Regions from separate parts of the Mus musculus genome. Here region 1 is linked to region 2. Evidence: chromatin contacts called from public targeted proximity ligation data. All regions are on one chromosome and are shown on one strand. The core of a region is the stretch at or near the end of the contact, and the rest is flanking DNA. Distances in the headings are between cores, read along the strand shown. Region 1 has its middle 6.8 kb from the start of Gm32143. Region 2 has its middle 3.2 kb from the start of Gm32081.

What was found.
Region 1: a contact with region 2 is called in a targeted proximity ligation map of the SCID.adh cell line, with 3 times the contacts expected there. A contact is called at or near these places in 18 of 484 Hi-C or Micro-C datasets (the C2C12 cell line, the G1E-ER4 cell line, the HL-1 cell line and 11 more), 6 of 130 datasets of targeted methods (the NIH/3T3 cell line, the SCID.adh cell line, T-cell acute lymphoblastic leukemia and 3 more) and 1 of 9 other capture datasets (embryonic stem cells).

The regions. Positions count from the first base shown.
Region 1 is chr19:36,530,156-36,533,771 of GRCm38.p6, reverse strand. No RefSeq gene overlaps it. Among named protein-coding and RNA genes, the nearest start is that of Gm32143, 6.8 kb to the left of the region's middle.
Region 2 is chr19:36,179,632-36,183,036 of GRCm38.p6, reverse strand. No RefSeq gene overlaps it. Among named protein-coding and RNA genes, the nearest start is that of Gm32081, 3.2 kb to the left of the region's middle.

The DNA.
Region 1 (3,616 bases), core at 677-3,176, 350 kb before region 2:
AAGCTAAGTGTTGGCTTTGTTTAATGCTCTCTGGTCAGTCTTTTGACGGATAATAGGACTTCCCAGCTTTCCATTAGAGCTCAGACCTAGACCTGGCAGCTGGAGGATGTGAGGAAGGCCCTGCCCATTGGGGTTTCTGCATGGAGATAGAGGTAGAGTTAGGGGCCAATGAACCAGTCCAGAGGAAGAGAGAGATAAGAGCTTGGGTAATTCTTCAACAAGTTCTGTCAGTTACTTTTCTGTTACTATGAAGAAACACTAGGACAGAACCAACTTAAAGAAAAGTAGTTTATTTTGGCGTATAGTTCTGAGGAATAAGTGTCCATCAGGCCAGGCACGGCAGCAGGGTCAGGAAGCAGGGAGGTCACATAATTCTACACATTCCAGAGGCAGGACTGCAGGTGGAGTGAGACTTTTCAAGTCTTAAAGCCCACCCTTAGCAATGTATTTCTCCATCAGGGCTGTAGCCTCTCCCACAACAGCGCCACCAACTGGGGACCAACTGTTCAAACACCTGAGCCTGTCAGAGACATTGCTCACTCAAATGACCATACATTGTAACCCTGCCTGGCAGACAGCATGACCTCCTGAGCCTCTCTTTGTTCCCCGTCTCCAAAAGGGTACAAGTTGCTTAGTTTCCCTCTAGGATCACACTGAAGCTCTGCTTCTGCGACCTACTTGAAACAGGCTTCTAGCAGACTTCTCCAGGAAGTTGTGAACTCCCCGGCCTGGCCTTATTTTTGACTTAGCTTTTTCTTCAGCACTGTTTCTGCCATTGCTCGCCCCCCCCCCCCCCCAACTCCTGACAAGAACTTCTGCTTCTTTCTCCCCACAGAGCAACCAGCCTAGGTTTCAGAAAGACCACCAGTTATGGCATAGGGAGAGCCAGGCACAGGCTGGACCTGCCTCTCAATCACTTTCTCCTATGCCTCATGCTGAAGTCTCCCCCTCACTGCAGAGAGCTACAGAAAGATCTTCAGTCAAAGGAAGAGGCTCAGCTGTGCTCGCTTACCAGACTCTCCTCAAAGAGCTGGTTTGGGTGGTTTTAATACTGCCCTTCAGTCCTTAGACATGGCTGGGGTCAGTCTGAGAAAATCAGTGTGGCCACACAGAGGAGAGATTTCTTTTAGGAGATGTAGGGGTAGATGTAGGTATAGGACATGTGGCAGTCTGTTGCATAAGAGATGAAACAGAGGAGCAGGAAGAACAGCTGAGCCAGGGGACAAGTGACACGAGATGTGGCTGGAGTGTGGACAGAGGCCATCCTGATGGGTCCTCCCCTATGCCGTGCTAAATCCCAGAGCTTTATCCTGTTGACAACAGTTACCAAAGTGGATTCTGTATATTTCCCATTGGGGGCAAGCCAGCTAAGCTGCTGCTAGTGCATTTTAAAAGATTATAAATTATAGTCACTAGTAAACATAATTATTGATGTACTTATATATTTTTTAGTCTTAAAAATGGAAATAATGAGCTGGGCATGGTGGTGCACGCCTTTAATCCCAGCACTCAGGAGGCAGAGGCAGGTGAATTTCTGAGTTTGAGGCCAGCCTGGTCTACAAAGTGAGTTCCAGGACAGCCAGGGCTATACAGAGAAACCCTGTCTCGAAAAATCAAAAAAAAAAAAAAAAAAAAAAAAAGGAAATAATGAACCTACCAATTTGTGGTAGCTGGGTGTTTGAAATATGCTCCCCAGGCTGATATGTTTGGACACCCGATCTGCAACCTGTGTCATTCAGGTTGTGGGGCCCATGTGGTTTGCTAGGTCAGTAGGACAGAAACAGTTCATGATGCTCTTGCCTCGCTAGGCTAAGAAGTTCCCCTCAGCTTTTAAGGACCTCAATAAAGGCTGAAATGAACTGGGAACTTCAGGACTTGCTGGTATAGTGAAGCAAAGTTGGACATTTTATTAAAGATATTTAGATACAGGCTTAAGCATGAGAGTTAAAAGGCACTCAGAAGAAAATAAGATATACCCAAGTGGCAGGATGTGTTTCCCAAGGTAGAAACGACGCATCCAAGTGGTGGCTGGGTACAGGCTCTTCAAGATAGAGTATGCAATTAATTCTTAGCCTTAACCATATATACCATTTTGATGGCTCTCAACTTGTATTTCCAATGTTTGCTAAGAAATCATCCCCCCTCCCAATTTTCTTTTCTATTTCTTTTGATAAATAAGGTGGCTCTGAAGATGCCTTGGATGAAATTACAGTCTCATAAGGTAAAGTCAAGAGTCAGTAGGGTTGCTCAAAGGATTTACTGTGTGTCTTTTTCCTGTAAATGGGGTCTCTGGTAAGATTCCTACAAAACTGCTGGTTTGTAGCTTAGAAGAGAGAAAAAAGAGAAGCCACAAGCAGTATTAAAGCTGCTGCCACCATGTCTTCTATGCCACAGTGGACTGTGTCTTAGTGTCACTGTTGCTATGACAACACACCATGACAAAAGCAACTTGGGGAGGAAAGGGTTTATTTGGCTTACACTTCCACGTTGTAGTCTGTCACTGAAGGAAGCCAGGACAGGATTCAAACAGGGCAGCTATCTGGAGGTAAGAGCTGATACAGAGACTGTGGAGTGGTGCTGCTTACTGGCTTGCTCCCCATGGGTTGCTCAGTCTGCTTTCTTATAGAACCCAGGACCACCAGCCCAGGGATGGCCCCAGCCACAATGGGCTGAGCCCTTCCCCATCAATCACTAATTAAGAAAGTACCTTACAGCTACATCTTATGGAGGCCTTTTCTTTTTCTTTTTCTTTTTTTTTTAAATTTAATTAGGTATTTTCTTCATTTACATTTCCAATGCTACCCCAAAAGTCCCCCATGCCCCCCCCACTCCCCTACCCACCCACTACCACTTCTTGGTCCTGGCGTTCCCCTGTACTGAGGCATATAAAGTTTGCAAGACCAATGGGCCTCTCTTTCCACTGATGGCTCACTAGGCCATCTTCTGATACATATGCAGCTAGAGACACGAGCTCTGGGGGGTACTGGTTAGTTCATATTGTTGTTCCACCTATAGGGTTGCAGACCCCTTTAGCTCCTTGGGTACTTTCTCTAGCTCCTCTATTAGGGGCCCTGTGATTCATCCAATAGCTAGTTGTGAGCATCAACTTCTGTGTTTGCTAGTCCCCGGCATAGCCTCACAAGAGACAGCTATATCAGGGTCCTTTCAGCAAAATCTTGCTAGTGTGTGCAGTGGTGTCAGTGTTTGGAGGCTGATTATGGGATGAATCCCTGGATATGGCAGTCTCTAGATGCACCCCTGGATGTTTGTCTCAGCTCCAAACTTTGTCTCTGTAACTCCTTCCATGGGTCTTTTGTTCCCAATTCTAAGAAGGGGCAAAGTGTCCACACTTTGGTCTTCGTTCTTCTTGAGTCTCATGTGTTTTGCAAATTGTATCTTGTAATCTTGGGTATAGTAAGTTTCTGGGCTAATATCCACTTATCAGTGAGTACATATCATGTGAGTTCTTTTGTGATTGGGTTACCTCACTCAGGATGATGCCCTCCAGGTTCATCCATTTGTCTAGGAATTTCATAAATTCATTCTTTTTAATAGCTGAGTAGTACTCCATTGTGTAAATGTACCACATTTTCTGTATCCATTCCTCTGTTGAGGG
Region 2 (3,405 bases), core at 2-2,501:
GCTGGGGTGCCAACCATCAAATCCATACTGTAGCCCGAATTCAAGGGGAAATAGAAGGGGAGGGGCATGCAGATGTGTGCTTGTGTGTGATGGGATGACGTGTCCCAACGGTCTCTTCCTTTAAACAGTCTTTCCGAAGTCCTCAAACACTTCCACTGTTAAGCCCTTCTAAATAAAACCTACCACCAAGGAAGTGAAGGACTAAATCTTGAATGGCAGCAGTGGTGTTTGCCTCTCTGGGAAGCAAGCAGGCCTGAGACTTTGAAAGCCATTTGACAGTTGGCCCAAATGTCCTGGCTGTGGGTGTGTGCTGGACTCTCTTACCTGGAGCCAGCCCCGAGGCCAGGAGCACCAGAAGGCTCTGGCAGGCCTGCCCTCGAGGTGACTGCTCCCTGGAATTAGAAGCACTCGCTCACAAACCTTTCTTACACCGAGGCTTGGCTCATCTCTGTGGGGCTGTGGGCACCTCAGAAGGTGGCATGGCAGGGAGGGGTGACTGTCCTGCTGCTCATTGGTAGGGGGGAAAGGTAGTTGCCACTCCGCAGACCTTGGTCATCGAGAGCTGTAGTGGGTATTTTGCTGAGGTAGGGAGCTGGTTATTTGTGGTTTATGGAGGAACCTTTAGGAAGAATCCAACTCATGAGCAGGCGAGCCCTATTTCCCTGGGCACATCAGGAGGGCCACCCTAGCTTGGTTAGGATGACAGATTGTCCTGGTTCTGGAACCATTAGTGATATAATAGAATCCTTGGACACACTGGAAGAGTCAGTCAGCTTAGTAATATGCATGTGATAATAATCATCTAGGGACCCTTAGCGTCTCCTGGGGATGCTTGGGGCTAGATGCCTGTGAGTGGTAGCCGGGGCTCAGAGCCACCAGGTTCTGTTTGATCAGAAGAAATAAAGCAAGTGGAAAAAAATCAACAAAGATTCCAAATTCCACAGCATCACCCAGAGAGCCCAGGGTCAGCCTGCTGCCTTCTCTTCAACCCCAGCTCTGCCTTAGACTAGGGCTCCTGTCCTGCCCACAAGTCACCTGTTAGTAACCCTGCAAATGTGTCCTGTTGCTTCTGAAGTTCCTTCCTAGGCTGCCCCTCCCTCAGATGCCCCTTCCAATTGCAGTTTAGGGATCACCTCTGCGGCTTCCCCAGCCCTCCCAGCCATGCTAAGTTCTCTCTCCCACAGTCCTCCAGTGTACCTGGCAAGTCTGACATGCTACATCCCTTTGTCAGTCTGGAGCACAGGTCAGCCCCTCCCACTGACTAATCATCTCCCAAGGTTTCTAGTCCTTACCCTGCAGCTAAAGTCCGACCATGTGGCTCATGTCACAGATAGTTACTTTACTAGAAGGGTGGATCAGTGTATGTATATGTTTATTAATGTTTGTGTTTATTGAAAGTTCTCCATTCTGGGCAACAGAATATTGGCCACAACTCTCAGTTGTTTCCAGTTCTGTTGATTTATTTGTTGAATGGTTTATTTAACTTGAGGCTTTGTAAAGTCAAAGTAGGATTTATAGAAAAATCTTGTCATGGAGAATAAATAAAACTCACACACATGATAAAAAAGATTCATTACTGATTTGGGTTAACTGTATTGTGTTTTCCTACAAGTTACATTAAGCACACATAGATGAAAAGTAAGTCATATTCTAGACTTATAGAACCTTTTATTGCTTCACACTGGATCTTGAAAACTCTCTAAGTGAATATGTATGCATTTAGACAGGACGGGATAAGGTAAGCTTTATTATACAATCACAGCAGGATAAAAGCACAAATGGATGCCAAACCTCAGAGAGTAAGTAAAGTGGGGTTGCCCCCCTACACACACACACACACACATTTTCATGGGAGCAAGTCTCCTCTTTGCTGTGTGTGGGTTACTTGACTCAAACTGCCACCAAAGCAGAAGAGACAGTGCTGGGCCATCCTGTGTCCAGTTCCCTGCAGATGTTGCCAAAGTCAGGTCAAGTGACCCCAGACGACCCCCTGGGAAAGGGAAAGTAGGGACCATTCAGGCCAGATGAGACGCCTGTCCTCTGGGGAAGGTGTCTCTTGGGCAACTCACTGAGGGTGGGGTAAGGGAGGAGGGAATCTCTCTCCCTCTTGAGATCCTTGGCTAGGTGAGGAAGAAAGAGGAGGCAGGCTCTGGTAGGAGGGAGACACATAACCTGGCAGCCTTCTCCGCGGGAACCTGAGCTGTTTCCCTGGGTTCTGGCGTCAGACTGTCCTAGTTGCTCACCCTGATTAGATTGTCCTGGAACAGACCATGACCATCAGGTGATTCTGATGAGGACCCATCCCGGAAGGAGCCACAGCTGGGGAATGAGTGTCCCTCCGACCCAGAGTGGGGAACCTGGGGCTCACCACAGTTCACCCCCTCTCCAGGGAGCACAATGGCCTTTCCAGTGAGTGCGGAGAGCTGAAGGGGGCTTCCCTGAGCTCTTCCCACTGCACTGGACCGACAGCAGGTGAGCAGCTTGAGCGAGAACCGCACCAGCTGTCTCTCTCAGCAGTGCCACCAGCCTGAGGCTCAAAGCTCAGTCTTTAGCTCTAGCTTCCCGAGCTGTCTGTCCCTCCTGGCTACTACACAGACTCAGGCACAGAGTCCTGGTGCTCACATCACCGAGGGAAGGTCTCTCCTTTCAGCATCCCATTTTTGCCAAACTTGCTATGAATCAATAGCCTCTCTAGGGGCTGCTTCAGGCTACAGCGGGCCAGGAGTCTAGACAGGTATGGAGCCTCTCTTTGGCTAGACCTTCCTTTCTGAGCCTCCAGCAAGAGCAGAGGCTGTGCTGAAGACTCAAGAGGACTCATCCAAGAACCCACTTCATTGAGCTCTCAGGCTGGCGACAATAGCTGTGGCTGGTCCTCAAAGCATTTCACAACCTCCCTGTGAAGAGTAACTTACTTTTCTTGGGTTAGCCTAAGCAATCCATGGGACAGACCATTTAGAACATTTCCCAAGGTCATATGAAGCGTAAATGATGGAAACAGTTTTGATTTTTTTTTTAAACTCATCAGTCTTTGACTGCAGAATTTAGGCTCTTAAACAGCATGCCACCCAGTTTTTCATCACTGAGAGTATCTTTAAGTTTACCAATGAATGTGTGCGTGTGGGCAGTCCCATAGCCCAGTAAGGCACTAAACTCTAAGGCTTGCATAGGAGACCTAATCAAACCCCAAGCCTTAGTGAAGGGCCCTCTGCCTGTGGCAGGAAAATGAACTGAAAGTAAATACATTTAGGAAAGGAGATGCAATTAAAGATATATTAAAAATATACATTTAGAGAGGCTGGGACTTTTAACATGGAACAAATGATGACTGGCATTGGGAAATTTGTATTATAGTACCATTAAACAGTTAGGTGGTATGATACATGTCAGTTTGGAAGAGAGACAGCC